Regions from separate parts of the Eptesicus fuscus genome. Here region 1 is linked to region 2. The links are chromatin contacts, called in public Hi-C maps. All regions are on one chromosome and are shown on one strand. The core of a region is the stretch at or near the end of the contact, and the rest is flanking DNA. Distances in the headings are between cores, read along the strand shown. Region 1 holds the start of TBC1D2 (TBC1 domain family member 2). Region 2 holds the start of NANS (N-acetylneuraminate synthase).

Region 1 (6,904 bases), core at 164-2,663, 140 kb before region 2:
GATGTTTTGTTCACCAGAAAGCCTAACATTTTAAAACATATTTTCAATGAGACTGTACTCTTTCCTTCATAAGAGAACTAAAACTATCCCATAGAAAGAGGAGAAAGAAATCGACATGGAAAACACCTACATGCACTGATGTTCATTAGTGCATGTAATAAACCCTTATTGAACATGAAGAAACACATGCTTTTGTTGATAACCTGTTTCTCTTGCCTTCACTAAATAAGTGGGTTGAAGGTCTATGCAAAATACGTTGTTTTTAAGGAGTCAGATTATTAACCTGCCTGTTTGGGTTATGTTGTGTGAGGGTTATTCCTGAGTGCCTCTTTTAAGCCCTCTGACAAAAAAACTTGGGGACACCTAATGCAGACAGGGGCAGTACACCACAAAGGCCACAAGGTGTCACTTCGGGACAACCTCTTGCTCTGCAGCTTAACAATATCCTCCAAGGAGGGGCGGGATATTGACTATATTTTGATAAAATTACCAGAAGTGTATCCATTAGGATATACAGCAATTAATGCATTTAGATCAACAGGAGTTCCCCTCTAATGTCCCTAAAACTCAAATATTACACATCATTTTTCCAACCTTACTGTCATAAACATACCCTATTTTTAGCTAAATAAGTTTTGCGGAAATAGTTTTGTGGCCTGTTTTTTCAACCTAATATTTTCTGTAGAAGTCCATATCCTTCTGCAAAAAGTATCCAATCAGTTACTTAACCAATTTCGTATTTTGGGTCATTTATATTCCTTCCAGTTTTTTTTTTTTTTTAATGTATTTTATTGATTTTTTTACAGAGAGGAAGGGAGAGGGATAGAGGGAAACATCGATGAGAGAGAAACATCAATCAGCTGCCTCTTGCACAACCCCTACCGGGGATGTGCCCGCAACCAAGGTACATGCCCTTGACTGGAATCTAACCTGGGACCCTTGAGTCCGCAGGCCGACGCTCTATCCACTGAGCCAAACCAGTCAGGGCCATTCCTTCCAGTTTTTTGAAATAATAAGTAATGCTATATCGAACATATTTGTCAGCTAAAGGGAGAGAAGGGGCTAAGAAAGGGCTAGAGGGGTGGACAGAAATGGGCTCCAGAGCCCAAATGGAAGATTGCGCCCTAGACTGGAAGGAAGGGGAGAGTTGGGGGCGAGAGACTAGAAGAGGCAGGAAGTTGAGCGAGTTGGGGCCTAGGTAGAGTTACTCTTTATTAGTTGGTACAAAATTTACTGAGCCCAACCCCGCCCAGCAGTGCAGCAGCAGCAGCCTGGGCGCCCCATATCATGCAACCGGCGCCGGAAGGTGGTGAGCTGGAGCTGGGACAGAGGCGGGGGAGGCCGCCGCGGCCGGCTGAGAGCCACGAAGGCGCAGAACTAAAGCAAAGAGAAAAGTTGGCGGCCGAACCCACGAGCCCCTCACGCCCCGCAACACCGGAAGTGGTGCCACCGAGCCCGGCGTCTCTCTCAGCCAATGGGCGCGTGATGCGCCGTCCGGCGGAGACCCGCGCGGCCCCTGGGGAGAAAAGGCGGCGGCCCCTCGGCGTGAGGACCTTTCCTTCGACATTACTACGCGAGTTACCAGGACGGTAAGGTCCGTGACAGGCGTCCCTTCCCGTTCCTCTCCCGCCCGTTAACCTAGCTCAGAGACACCACGCCTCCAGCCAGAGGCCCGCCTCACGCCCCGCACCTGCCCCCAGTTAAGAGGACTGACTGGCGGGTACCAAACCCGGAAGTGGGCGGGGCAGGAGGAGCCTGCGGGGGCGTGTCGATGGGCGTGGTTAGGTTTCCGAGGGGCGGGCGGGGCGTGGCCCGCCACCCTCCTGGGCTTTTGGTCGGTGAGGCTCGCTCCCCGCTGCGGGTCACCACTGGGCCCGCCCTCGCGCCCACGTCGCCCTCAGAGCCTCCGAGATTCGTCCGGAGTCGGGCTGCGGACCTCCTCACCCTGCGCGGTCCGAGCGGCGATGGAGGGCGCCCCGGAGAAACCCCCGGAGCCTAGTTCCGCTGCCCTCAGGTCCGGAGAGCCTGTGGCCAGGGGCCCCGAGGGGCTGCCTCCCGAGGAGTCCGAGGGCTGCGCCCGGCCCCTGGAGACGGTCCCCAGGAAACTCTGTGGATACTTAAGTAAGTTTGGCGGCAAGGGGCCCATCCGGGGCTGGAAATCTCGCTGGTTCTTCTACGACGAGAGGAAATGCCACCTGTATTATTCGCGGACCGCGCAGGATGCCAATCCCTTGGACAGCATCGACCTCTCCAGTGCGGTCTTTGACTGCAAGGCGGACGCCGAGGAGGGAACTTTCGAAATCAAGACTCCCAGCCGGATTATTACCCTGAAGGTAAATGGACTGATTTACCCCCCTTGTAAGCAGGGATGAGTTCCTGGGGCACGGTGGGTGGTCACAGTCAATTTACCGGGAAAATGATCACCGATCCTGATGGCCCAGTGAGCCCTGGGTGCCCGGGCTTTTGTGATTTTCGGAAGCGCATTCACGCCCAATTCCTCACGGGGTTCCCACAACAAAGGCAGGAGTGTCGGGTCCGTAGTTCGGATCAGGAAACTGAGTCAGAGAGATGAAGTGGCTGGCCCCACCTCAGGCACCCAGAGGGCGGTGTATGTAGCCCATTCTTGGGATCTCATAGTCTTACCTCCTCTCAGGACCGCATCCGAACTTGGGGGTGTGCCTGACAAGGCAGTTACCTTAACTTTCTTACTTGGGGCTGACGTATAGTCAAGATGGGAGTTTGCAATCCTCCCTCGAGACCTAGATTCTAAATCACTTTTCTTGATGTTCTGGCCCAAAGGAATGGATGCTGAGAAAATGTTGGCAGGGATTGGGAGGTAAACATTGAGGTTTCACTGATCAGCTTAGACTATTCATCGGGGCAAATCCAAACCTGCTTTCCCTATCAGTAGGTTTTGTTTAATCTTGTTTGACTGAGAGAGCCTGAAACGTGGAAAGGCCATGTGCTTTGAAATCAGACAGGATTGGATTCAAATTCTACGTCAGCTACTTACTAGCTGTATGACCCTGGGCAAGTCACTTAACCTCCCGGAATGTAGGTAGTTTGTGAGTTTTAAAACAAGATATGTAAGCGTCTGGAACAGCAAATTGTTGAAATACTCCCAGCACCTAGAATACAACCTGGTACCTGGTGGGTGCTCAGTAAATGTTGGTTGAGTGAACACACATCGTGGTGGAGCCAAGAGGAGGTGCCCCAGAACTTAATTGGAAAGACCGATCTGCACTTTGAAATAAGAGTTCCAGGATCCACACTCTGAACTAAGAATGTGTCAGGAGACAGCCTTCCCACCCCATCCCATCTTCCCAGCCCTCCACCCTTACCTCCAGCCAATTGGGCATCTATTGAGGCCCCTGAATGCAGCCCACAGCTTCAGCTCTCCTTTACAACCAGACCAGCATGGGGAGATCAGATAAAATAATGGAAACCAGGAATTCCAGGCCAGGCAAGGCAGGCATTTCACAGGTCATGTGGTTTACAGGTGTCTCCTCCCACAGGTTGAATGCTGTCTGCAGGGTCTCCAACACATGGCTTTTACTATTCCATGGATCTGTGTTCATGCCTGGCTCTGTGCTAGGCACTGGGTATGGAGCCAAATTACACCTATCCCCTGATGCTCAAACAGCTTCAGATTTGGTGAGAGAGACTGACAGGGAGATTGGCACGCACAGTAAAATGTTCTGTTAGAGACGCAGGAAGTCTGTACCAGAAAAGTGTGGTGACAGGATGGGTCAGTTCCACTGAGTGGGAGGGTCCATCCAGAAAGGACATCATAGAAGGGCTGATATCTGAATCCTGAAAGAGAACATCAGTTTTCTACCAGCAGACAAGAGGGAGAATATTATTCCAGGTCAAGAGACCCCCATGAACAAAGATGGGAAATCATGTTACCACCCAGTGTCCAGGCAAGTTGAGGGACCCAAAAGATGGAATGGGAGAACAGAGGCCCACGGGGGAGGGCAGGGCATTATGAGTGATAACAAGATGTGTGGGCTTTGTCCTGGGGGCTGTGGGAAATTGTCAAAGAGCTTTAAGCAAGGAAGCACCGTGATAGTAGAATGCTCAGAAAGCTCAGTCTGGCTATGGGGTAGAGAACAAATTAGGAGAAGGCAAGGCTGGTGGTCAGGGAGTCCATCAGGAGGTGATCAGGAGAAAATGATGGCTGAGCCAGAGCAGTGACAGAGCGAGACGGTGGCTAGGGATGTGAGGCAGGAAGAATGTGAGAGAGGAGTCAGGGATGGCTCCTGTAACTGGCTGACTGCCTGGTTGGTCCAGTCACTGATAGGAGTTGAACCCAGGATGAGGGGACAGTAGGACATCGGGTGTATGTCTTCCTCAGTAGACTCTTAAGTTCTAAGAGGACAGAGGCATGTGTGTTGGCTCACCACAGAATCTCCAGTGCCTCCCTCAGTCCCTGACACAGATAGCAGGTGCTCAATATATACTTGTCCAGTGATTTAATAAAATGGGTTTGGTTTGGGGCTGGACCTTGTCGGTACAAGGTCATGGTGAAGCCATGGGAAGACCTGCAGTCTCTCAGGAAAAGTGTATAGAAAGGGAAGACTGGTGGGCATCATTTTATCTTATTTGATATCTTTACAACAGACCAGGAGCCTCTTCTTGGAGCCCCCTGGCCTCATGCACACCTCACCTGTGAGCCTCTTAAAAGGAGGAGCTTGCCCTGGTTGCCTGTAGCCTCCTGCTTTCCTCATGTGGCCTGGATTGTGAGCAGCTCTGTGAGACTCAACATCCACTCCGAGCGAGCTGCCCAGCTTCTGTGCCCAATCAATCACAGGCCTTTGCTACATAAGCCACATCTCCTGGCCATAAACTACAACAAAGCTCTGGGAGTGGGAGAAGTGGGAGACCCAGGTTCTGGGACCAACCCGAGCGGCTTCAGAGCCTTAGTTTCTCCATCTGTAGAAGGGGCTGATCACTCCTGCCCGGCCTCCTCCCTGGAGGATCTGGTGACCTAATGGATGTGAGAATAGATGTTTGTACCATTCAGTGGTGGAAGACCAATCAGCATCAGCCATTAACTGTTTGGGGGTGGGGGCATGCCTGAAGGGTGCCACTTTGTCGTGCTGTGCATACTGGCTTTCCAGTCCCCGATCATATGCATGATTTCAGTGCATCGCTAAAACAGAAGGGAATCTCCATTCCACAAAAAAGTCAGCTAAGACATTGAGATGTTGCACAGAGAGACAGAGATAGTGATGGTATCCTGGGCCCCACCCAGGGCAGAATTTTAAAGCTCTTACCCTCTCTCTTAGCACCTCCAAATTCCTTTGCCCAGTGAGTACATTTTGAGCACCTACTGCATGTCAGGTACTGTGCTGGCCACTTTACCTTCCTTACCTCATTTCATCCTCATAACAACTGTCCTATGGAATGAGTGCTATCATCACCATAGTACAGGTGAGGACACTGAGGCCCAGAAAGGTTAAGGAACCTCTAAGTGGGAGACCAGAGCCTGATCACCTTCTATAGCCAAGAAGCAGGTGGTGTTTTCTAGGTGGGCACCCAGCCACAGTGAAATTGTTTTCTGGGAAGGAGCGTTACCAAGCCTCCCTTGACCTTCCCACATCCCATATCCAGTGCCACCCTGTGGGCACAGAGCCTTCCTTGCCAACTAACCCTTGTGCTTCTCAGGCCGCCAACAAGCAAGTGATGCTGTACTGGCTGCAGCAGCTGCAGATGAAGCGCTGGGAGTTCCACAACAGCCTGCCTGCACCTCCTGTCGCCCCTGACGCTGCCCTGGCTGGGAATGAGCCTGCCCTGCGCCTTGAGCTAGGTACCCAATGGGCTCGCCTCCTGTCCACACCCAGGGCTCTTGGTGACGAAGCCTCACCCCTCCTGTTAGAAGTGAGTGGGAGGAGCCCTCTGCTAAAGAAGCAGGGAGCCAGGGATGTGACTCAGGATCAGTTAGGGCAACCTGATAGTGGCAAGGGCAAGAATATGGGCTCCGAGGCTAGGCTGCCTGGTTCACATTCTAATCCTGTGTGGTCTTAGGCAAGTTGTTTACCCTTTCTGAGCTTTAGTTTCCTTCCTTTGAAATGAGGTCAGTAAAGAAATTATACTTACTTCTTAGGGTTTTGGTGAGGATTAAATGAATCCGTATACCTTGAATGGTTGGAATGATGCCTGCACATTGTCAGTTCAATAGCTGTCAGCTACTATTACGATGACTATAATGGGAATGTCTTAAGAAATGAAACTTTCACCGAGTTGCTCTGAGGTAGGTTAATGAGAAATTGCAGATATTGTTACTGCTGCTTTACACAAATGCTTTTGTGCTATGAGTTGTGTAGACCAGTGTTCAATGTATTATTCCTGTTGTTCGCATAAGCCAGAATCCTTCACCCCCACGTGGCCCACAAATAATTTTCTTGATCCCAAATCCTACAACATCCCAACAGGGAGGAGTCCTGGAGATCACACCCTCCCACCCCCATGCTGAAGCCAGGAATATGACTGACAGATTTTAGAATCAGGACTGACCACTCACAGCTGCCCCTGCAGGAGCACAGAGAGTGAGGTCCCACCACAGATCTGCAGCGTGTCTAAGATGCCTCATCCTTAATTAACATCCTTAATTTCGGAAGCCAAATGGGTGAGGGCAGGACTGTGGCCAAGTGCATCATAGACCTCCATACCCGGATGTTTTTCATGTCCCAAACTGAGCTCATCTGCCCTTGACTCTTCTCCCCCAGTTTTCCTTTCCCCATTTACCCAGTTGTTCCAGTAACCAGGAGCCGCCCAGATTCTTCCTGCATCTCAGTTAGCCGGTCGTCAGTCACCAGTGCTGGCCTCGTCTCCCTGTGGCCTACACATCAGACCCAGGCCCCACTTCACTGCTGTCGCCTTGGGTCAGGCCTCAGCTCTC
Region 2 (7,100 bases), core at 76-2,575:
GGGTGATGCTCCATTTGCATCAAAATTTTAAAGTGAAAACAAACTCACCCTTTAATACTGCAAACACACTCCTTGTGTGAGCAAGCTGCTCAATTATTAACATCATGATGATGACTGAGGCATAAGGAACATGATTCTCTTATCTTAACTTCCCTGGTAGCTTAAAATGTTTAACTCTCCAGTTCTGCACCATTATCTACAGATACATCAGTTGATTGTGTGTCAATGCCTGAACATACATCAGACATGACTATTCCCTAAAGGACTTAGGACATGACCAGGCTACCTGGCATCCATCATCCAGACCACCTGACATCCAATTGCTAATGGGCCAACCAAAAATGCAGAACTGATTATTCTCAAGGATATGACTTTATTATAAAAACTTGTAACTTTCCTTTCTTCTTCAGAACACTTCTGGGTTTTTGCCTAATTGTGTTCCCAAACTCTTAAGACCCTTGAATAAATCTTCGTCATTTTTTCTAGCCAAAGCCTCCTGACTCTTTTTTAATAAGTTGGATAAAGCGTCCCATCTACCCAAGGTCAGTGGGGAGCCACTGAAGGTGTCAGCAGGGGTGCGACCTGATCAAATCTGTGCTTTAGAAAGACCACTCCGCCCCCAGGAGGGGGAGAGGGAAGTCACGTTAGGAGGATCAGGGTGGAGCAAGGACGAAGAGGATTAGAAAGATTAAAAAATGGCCTGTGAACCACGAGGTTAGGGTTCGATTCCCAGTCAGGGCACATGTCCGGGTTGCGGGTTCGATCCCCAGTCTGGGACGTAGGAAGCAGCCAATCAATGATTCTCTCTCATCACTGATGTCTCTCTATCTCTCCCTCTCTCCCTCCCCTTCCTCTCTGAAATCAATAAAGACATATATTTTTTAAAAGAATTCAAAAATGGATCTCGCAACCAGGACCTCAGGGGCGATGCAGGGCAAGAGGCAGAGAAAGGTAGACCCGGCTCCCCGCGACCCCTCCCCTTTCCAGAGCCCCTCCTAGGCCGGATCCCCCCCCCCCCCTCCCGGATCGCCCGCCCCTTCTGGCACCCGCTCGTTGGGAGCGCTCCCCTCACCTTGGCCACGCGGATCATGCGCTTGGCCACATCCAGGTCGCCCTGGTGGTTCTGGCCGATCTCGGCAATGATGAAGCACGGGTGCTGCCCGCCCACCCAGCGCCCGGGACACAGCTCCAGCTCCAGCGGCATCGCTGCTGCTCCCGCTTCGCCGCTGCTCCGCCGCTGGGTTTCGGGCCGCGCCGGCTTCAAGTCCCTTCAGCCTGCAGCACCGGGACCCACCCGTAGACCCCGCCACGTCAGCCCGCGTCCGCTGCGCAGCCAATCCCCGGGCTCCGCCAGCCAATCGGAGCAGGGGGCGGAGCTACCCGCCAGGGGGCGGTGCCGCGGGGAACCGGAAGCCCGGCTCCCTGCTTGTGGGCTGGGCGTTTGGAGCCCGGCTGGGTGGCGCGGTCCCTGGCGGTCGCGGGGTCCCTACGAGGACAGGTGAGCAAACAGCGTCGGAAGGAGGCTGCCGGCCGCTCGCAGGGCGTGGTCTAGGCCCAGCTCCCGAGGGCGTGGGGAGAGAGCGTGCCCTACGGTGTAATGGAGAAAACGGATTCTGGATTTAGAGTTCCAGTGCTGGTTGGAGCCCAGCCCCTGCTGCTAACCAGCTCTTGATTAGACCTGTGATAATCCTTCGTGAGATGATGTCTGGAAAACCCTGGTCACAGTTCTTACTTGGGCTTTCCGAATATGTGAGAGGCAACAGGTTCAAAAAGTTCCGCTGCCTTGTCCAAAGTCATTCAGAAAGCCAGAACGGAGCTGGGACTAGGACCCTGGGCTGCTTCTCAGCCTAGGTACCCAACTCTAAAAAATAACATTCTCAGCTCGACTTACCAGAACTGATGATCAAAGTAACAATGATAACAGAAAGGAGAAGAGGGTGGAAGATGAGAAGGGCAGGTTTCGGACACATGGATATAAAGATGCAGGTGACTCTTGTCCACCAGGCAGGAGGAAAGGCAGGTCTGAAGTTCGGAGGAGAGGTCCTGGAGGGAGAGAGATCTGGGGCCATCCTGAGTGAGGAAAAGACCGCGGTTCGATTAGACTGCTGAAGGAGCGTGTGCCCAGGGATGAGCAGTGTGGAGGAATGAGCCCTGTGCGGCTGCTCTGGAAGGAATGGAGAAAGGGACCAGAAGCAGGTGACACTGTGTCCTGTAGAGGGGGGGCGGGGGGGAGGGGAATCACAGGGTCAAAGGCCCAGAAGAATGAGGAGCAAGAACTTGGGGACTTGGGAGGAAGGGGGCGACTGTTCACAGCATATCTGGTGGCTAGGGGGAGGGGAGGAAATAAAAGGGTGAAAATAAACGTTTTCTTGGGAGAGTCAGTTATTAAAAACAGATGAAAAATGGCTCCTGGAGTAGAGGGGTCCCAGAGTTGAGGGGTTCTGAAGGGCGTGTTTGGAGGCCAGGAGGAAGCCACCGAAGGAAAGGAGATTGCAGCAGAGTCCATTCATGTGTGATGTGTGGGTGTGCTTGACTGTGACATGTGCTGTATGTCTTTCAAGTCTAAATGGCCTTTCACACCTGGCTGAGGCTGACCAACAGACGCTGGTTACAGAGAAAATGAAATCCAAAAATAAAATAACTCAGTCACTTTGGGCTAAAGAAGTCATTATGGTTTTGCTTAGTTTATGAATAAGTGGAAATTAATTTAAAGGGGGAAAGGGAGAGATTATGTTTTAAAGTAGTGATCGCACAAGAGCGAGTTAGGCTGATGTTCTTTGTGATTAAATAAGAGCTTTCAGTATATTCAAGTAGTACTACAGTACCTTACTATAATGAGGAAAGGATGCAATTTTCATTCCTCTCTTGTTCTTTTTTAAATTTCTGGTACTTTCTGTTGCTTTTGCTGCTTGGATAATGAATCACTGGCTTGCTGTCATCCTAAGGATAAAGCTTAAAATCCTTAGGATGGCTTACCAAGCCCAACTTAACCTCTCTAGGTTTACCCCTTTCACCTCCGAGCTTGGGCACAAGCTGTTTCCAGAGCCTGCACGCTCCCCACTCCTCTACTCCACCATACGGAGCCAGGCTTGGCCATCTTCTGCAGGTCCTTCAGCCTCGAAGTCACTTCTTCTGATCTCTCCAACAACCTTCTCTAGGCTGCCATAGGACCTTCTTCACCCAGTTATTACCCTTTATGGTAACTGCCATAGTGCCCTCTAGACTGCGAGCTCCTTTAAGTCAGGAACCATCTGGAGCACCTGCTCAGCACTAAACCCAGAGCAAAGCCCTAGCAGCACAATGATGAACAGGACAGACCAGGCCTCTGCCTCTTATGTTGCTGAGAGCCTTGTGTTATGACTGTCCTTCCGGCCAGGAGCTCCTTGAGAGCAGGGTCTGGACTGTTTCCTATTGTATCCTGCATACCAACCACAGGATTTCTTAACTTAGTAGGTACCAATGAACATTTCCTGAATGAGCGAGTGCAGAAAAGAAAAGATGACAATGGAGACTGAGGCATAACTGACTTCATGTTTACCCCCAGGCACATTTAGCCTCTTAGGGGAACATAACTGTTCCCTACAGTCAGCTTTCTGGAAAATTTCTGAGGAAGTGAAGTATTGATCCACCCAAGCTCCCCAACCTGAGTGGTAGTTGTATTTATAGAGTGCTCACTGTTTGCTCAATCCCTAAGCATTTCATGGTTCCAACTCTGAAAACTAACTCTGTTCTCTCTGTCCTGAACCTCTGGAAACAGGGTCTTGTTAGTCTAGACTGAGGAGGAAGAAACAGGTTCACTAGCTTCCTCATCAGTCTGCAGCCAGGAGCCAGAGGGCATAAGGAGGCACAGTGGGCAAAGAAGAGAAACTTGGGACTCAGGCAGAGATGGGTGGGAATCCAGGCCAGGCCCACCATTTACAGGACTTTGAGTAAGGCACTTCACCTCTAAATCCCTCAGTTCCCACATCTCTAAAATGGGGATTATAGTGTATTATTTCACAAGGGTGGGGGACAGATAGTTTGAGGATTAAAAAAGAATCCTCTTAAATGGCCATCTGCTCCTTCCTGACTTGAAATAGAAGTGCCCCCTAGTGGCTGATACACATCCTGCTCATGCTAAAACGAGACTAATGCTACCTACCAGAAGACTGACTAGTGTGATTGGTAAAACCAGTATTTTAGTATTCCTACTGCAGTTTTTGGAAAACACCTCATTCCCTGTCAGTTCTGGGGGTGCAGCCCTCGTCCAGCCTTTTCCCGATAACTGTCGCCGCCTCCTCTCTGGTTTCCTGCTACAGGTCAACCGTTCTACTATATTGAGCCCAAAGCACAGCTGACATTTTCCACCAGCCCAAACCCTTACCTGTTCCTTGGGAAGGTGCTGGGGTAACTGGGAGTAACAGCACGAGTAACTACCAGCATCCCTGATGCTGGTTAGAACTTGGAGTGTACCCCATTCAGATTTATACAACTGGAACAGAGCTGCAAGCTCACTTAGCTTGGGCCCTGTATTTTCAGTTGAGGGAATGAAGGCTCACAGAAGGAAAAGTGACTCGGAAAGGTCACATCCAGCTAGTAGCCAGGCTGGGGCTCGAACAGGTCTTTGGATTCTGTTAGAAGTCTCCTTCACAACTCCACTCTTGCTTTCTCAGAGTGGGGTGGGAAGGTGAACACACACACACACACACACACACACACACACACACCAAACCCCAAACCCCTCCTGGCCTGGGGCCAAGCCCCTGGATCAGAGTCACTCTTAGGGTCATTTTCTTTTCCCTGTGCCCTCCCCAACACTGCTGGGACAAGTTATAAAGTACATGCTCAGAGATTATGAAGCTGACCTAATTGGCTCTGGGGAGAACTTCTACACTTGCTGTAATCTTGGTGGTTTTCCTACAGAGCAACTGTTTGGCTGGCTGGAGCCTAAGTGGGCTGGTAACTTGACTCCCTTTTCAAACTGTCATCACAGTGGCATCAACACCCTTATTAAAATTGATGTCAGCACAACCTGACAGGGCTGGAGAAGAGGGAAGGTCATAGCCTAAGGGTAGGAGCTTTGTGGTTCTGCCTCACCTTTCTCTGGTAGTAGGGTCGTGTACCCCAAACAGAAATGCCAGAAATACAAAGGAGTGACTCTGCTGTACTATGCTCACGTGTAAGGTAGGGATCCTGGTGATGGGGGTGGGGGACTAGCCTCTTACACAAATGTCCGCATTTCCATGAGAAATGTCAGTCACTCCTCTGAGTCCCGGATTCCTGTAGGAGTGAATTCAAGGTAAGAGCACCAAGTTGAAAACAGGGCCACGTAGTTTCCAACCTAGGTCCTTTCACTACCTCACCAGGTGAGCCAGCTGTTGTCCCTCTCCAGTGCCTCAGTTTCTCCATCTCTACAATGAGCAATGGTTCCAAGGCTTTTATTATTAAAGAACAGGTAAGGGCTGGTGGAAAATGTCACAGGGGCAGAGCAGTTGCTCTAGCTGGGGGCAAGGTTATGTGTGAAAGAGATGCCTCTACTTACCACAAAGGACCAAGTCAGGACTAGCCCATCACAGCTCCCAACCTGCTCAGATATTTTATGACTCAAATATTTGCTGCAAAAGCTGGAGTCAAACCGGCTCAATGAAGGTCTCCTTCAGATGGGAGACAACTCCAGAAATACAGTCTGCTCTGTGAACTCATTACCAAAAAGCTTGCTTCTTAAGAATTTAAAAATTGTCTTTAATCAAGAACAGCTGAGCCTCAAGGACCTCCCAGAGGCCAGAATGTCACAGGCTTCTGGGAAACCTAAATTTAAAAACATGGTAGAAATGAAAATTTGGCTTGATAATTCCCTAGACACACTTACTGGCCATATGTAGTAGGCCAAGTTGACATTTTACAAAGTGAATGCGTAAGAGTCCAGCTGGTGTGGCTCAGTGGTTGAGACGTGACCTATGAACCAAGAAGTCAAAGTTCAATTCCTGGTTGGGGCACATGCCCTGGTTGTGGGCTCTATTCCCATTAGGGGGCATGCAGGAGGCAGCCAATTGATTCTCTCTCATCATTGATGTTTCCCTCTCCCTCTCTGAAATAAAATCCTATTTATGAGGCTGGGTCCCGGGTCCGGGTGAGGCCATGTGCCCCTGGGTCTGTGAGAGGCCACGCGCCCCCGGGTCTGGGTGAGGCCATGTGTCCCTGGATCCGGGTGAGGCCTCGCGCACCTAGGCCCGGGTGAGGCCACGTGCCCCTGGGTCTGGGAGAGGCCACGCGCCCTTGGATCCGGGTGAGGCCATGTGTCCCTGGATCCAGGTGAGGCTGGGTCCCGGGTCCGGGTGAGGCCACGCGCCCCTGGGTCTGGGAGAGGCCACGCGCCCCTGGGTCCAGGTGAGGCCTTGCGCCCCTGGTCCCGGGTGAAGTTGGGTCCCTGGGCTCGGGTGAGGCCACGCGCCCCTGGGTCCGGGTGAGACCACGCGCCACTGGACCCGGATGAGGCTGGGTCCCTGGGCCCGGGTGAGGCCATGTGCCCCTGGGTCCGAGTGAGGCCTTGCGCCCGAGTGAGGCCTTGCGCCCCTGGGTCCGGGTGAAGCCGGATCCTGGGTCCGGGTGAGGCCGTGTGCCCCTGGATCCATCCGGGTGAGGCTGGGTCCCGGGCCTGGGTGAGGCCACGCGCCCCTTGGGTCTGGGTGAGGCCACGTTCCCCTTAGTCCTGGTGAAGCCGTGCCCCTGGGTCCGGCCGAGACCAAACCAGAGGGAGTTGGACCTCCGTTACCACCATTTGTCCACCATCCAGAGCTGAGGGGTCAGTGCTGACATGTACACACAAGGAACTGGTGGACATTGAAATTGGGTCTAAAAGGAACTGTTGGTCCAGAAAGAAACTCACTACAGACTGATTCATTTGCCTGTCAGCATAACTATTAATGCTCGTCTCACATTCAGTTCTTATAAGTATATATCTAGTGACATATGATCTCGCTCATCTAGGGGAAATGATGAACAACATAGACTGAGGAAGAAGAACAGAACCAGAAACAAGGAGGCATCGATCGGACTATCGGGCCTCAGAGGGAGGATAGGGGAGGTTGGGAGGAGGGGGGAGAGATCAACCAAAGGACTTG

What was found. A called contact is a pair of places that touch in the nucleus more often than the background predicts.
Region 1: a Hi-C map of liver shows a contact between it and region 2, with 4 times the contacts expected there. The contact joins the promoter of TBC1D2 here to the promoter of NANS in region 2. A contact is called at or near these places in 2 of 2 Hi-C or Micro-C datasets (liver and muscle).

The regions. Positions count from the first base shown.
Region 1 is chr15:52,949,102-52,956,005 of DD_ASM_mEF_20220401, reverse strand. It overlaps TBC1D2 (TBC1 domain family member 2), which reads left to right and starts at 1,413. Exons shown (of 14, transcript XM_008142139.3): 1 at 1,413-1,589; 2 at 1,902-2,333; 3 at 5,671-5,812. The coding sequence starts at 1,965.
Region 2 is chr15:52,805,987-52,813,086 of DD_ASM_mEF_20220401, reverse strand. NANS (N-acetylneuraminate synthase) reads right to left here and starts at 1,325. Exons shown (of 6, transcript XM_008141868.3): 1 at 1,073-1,325. The coding sequence starts at 1,204.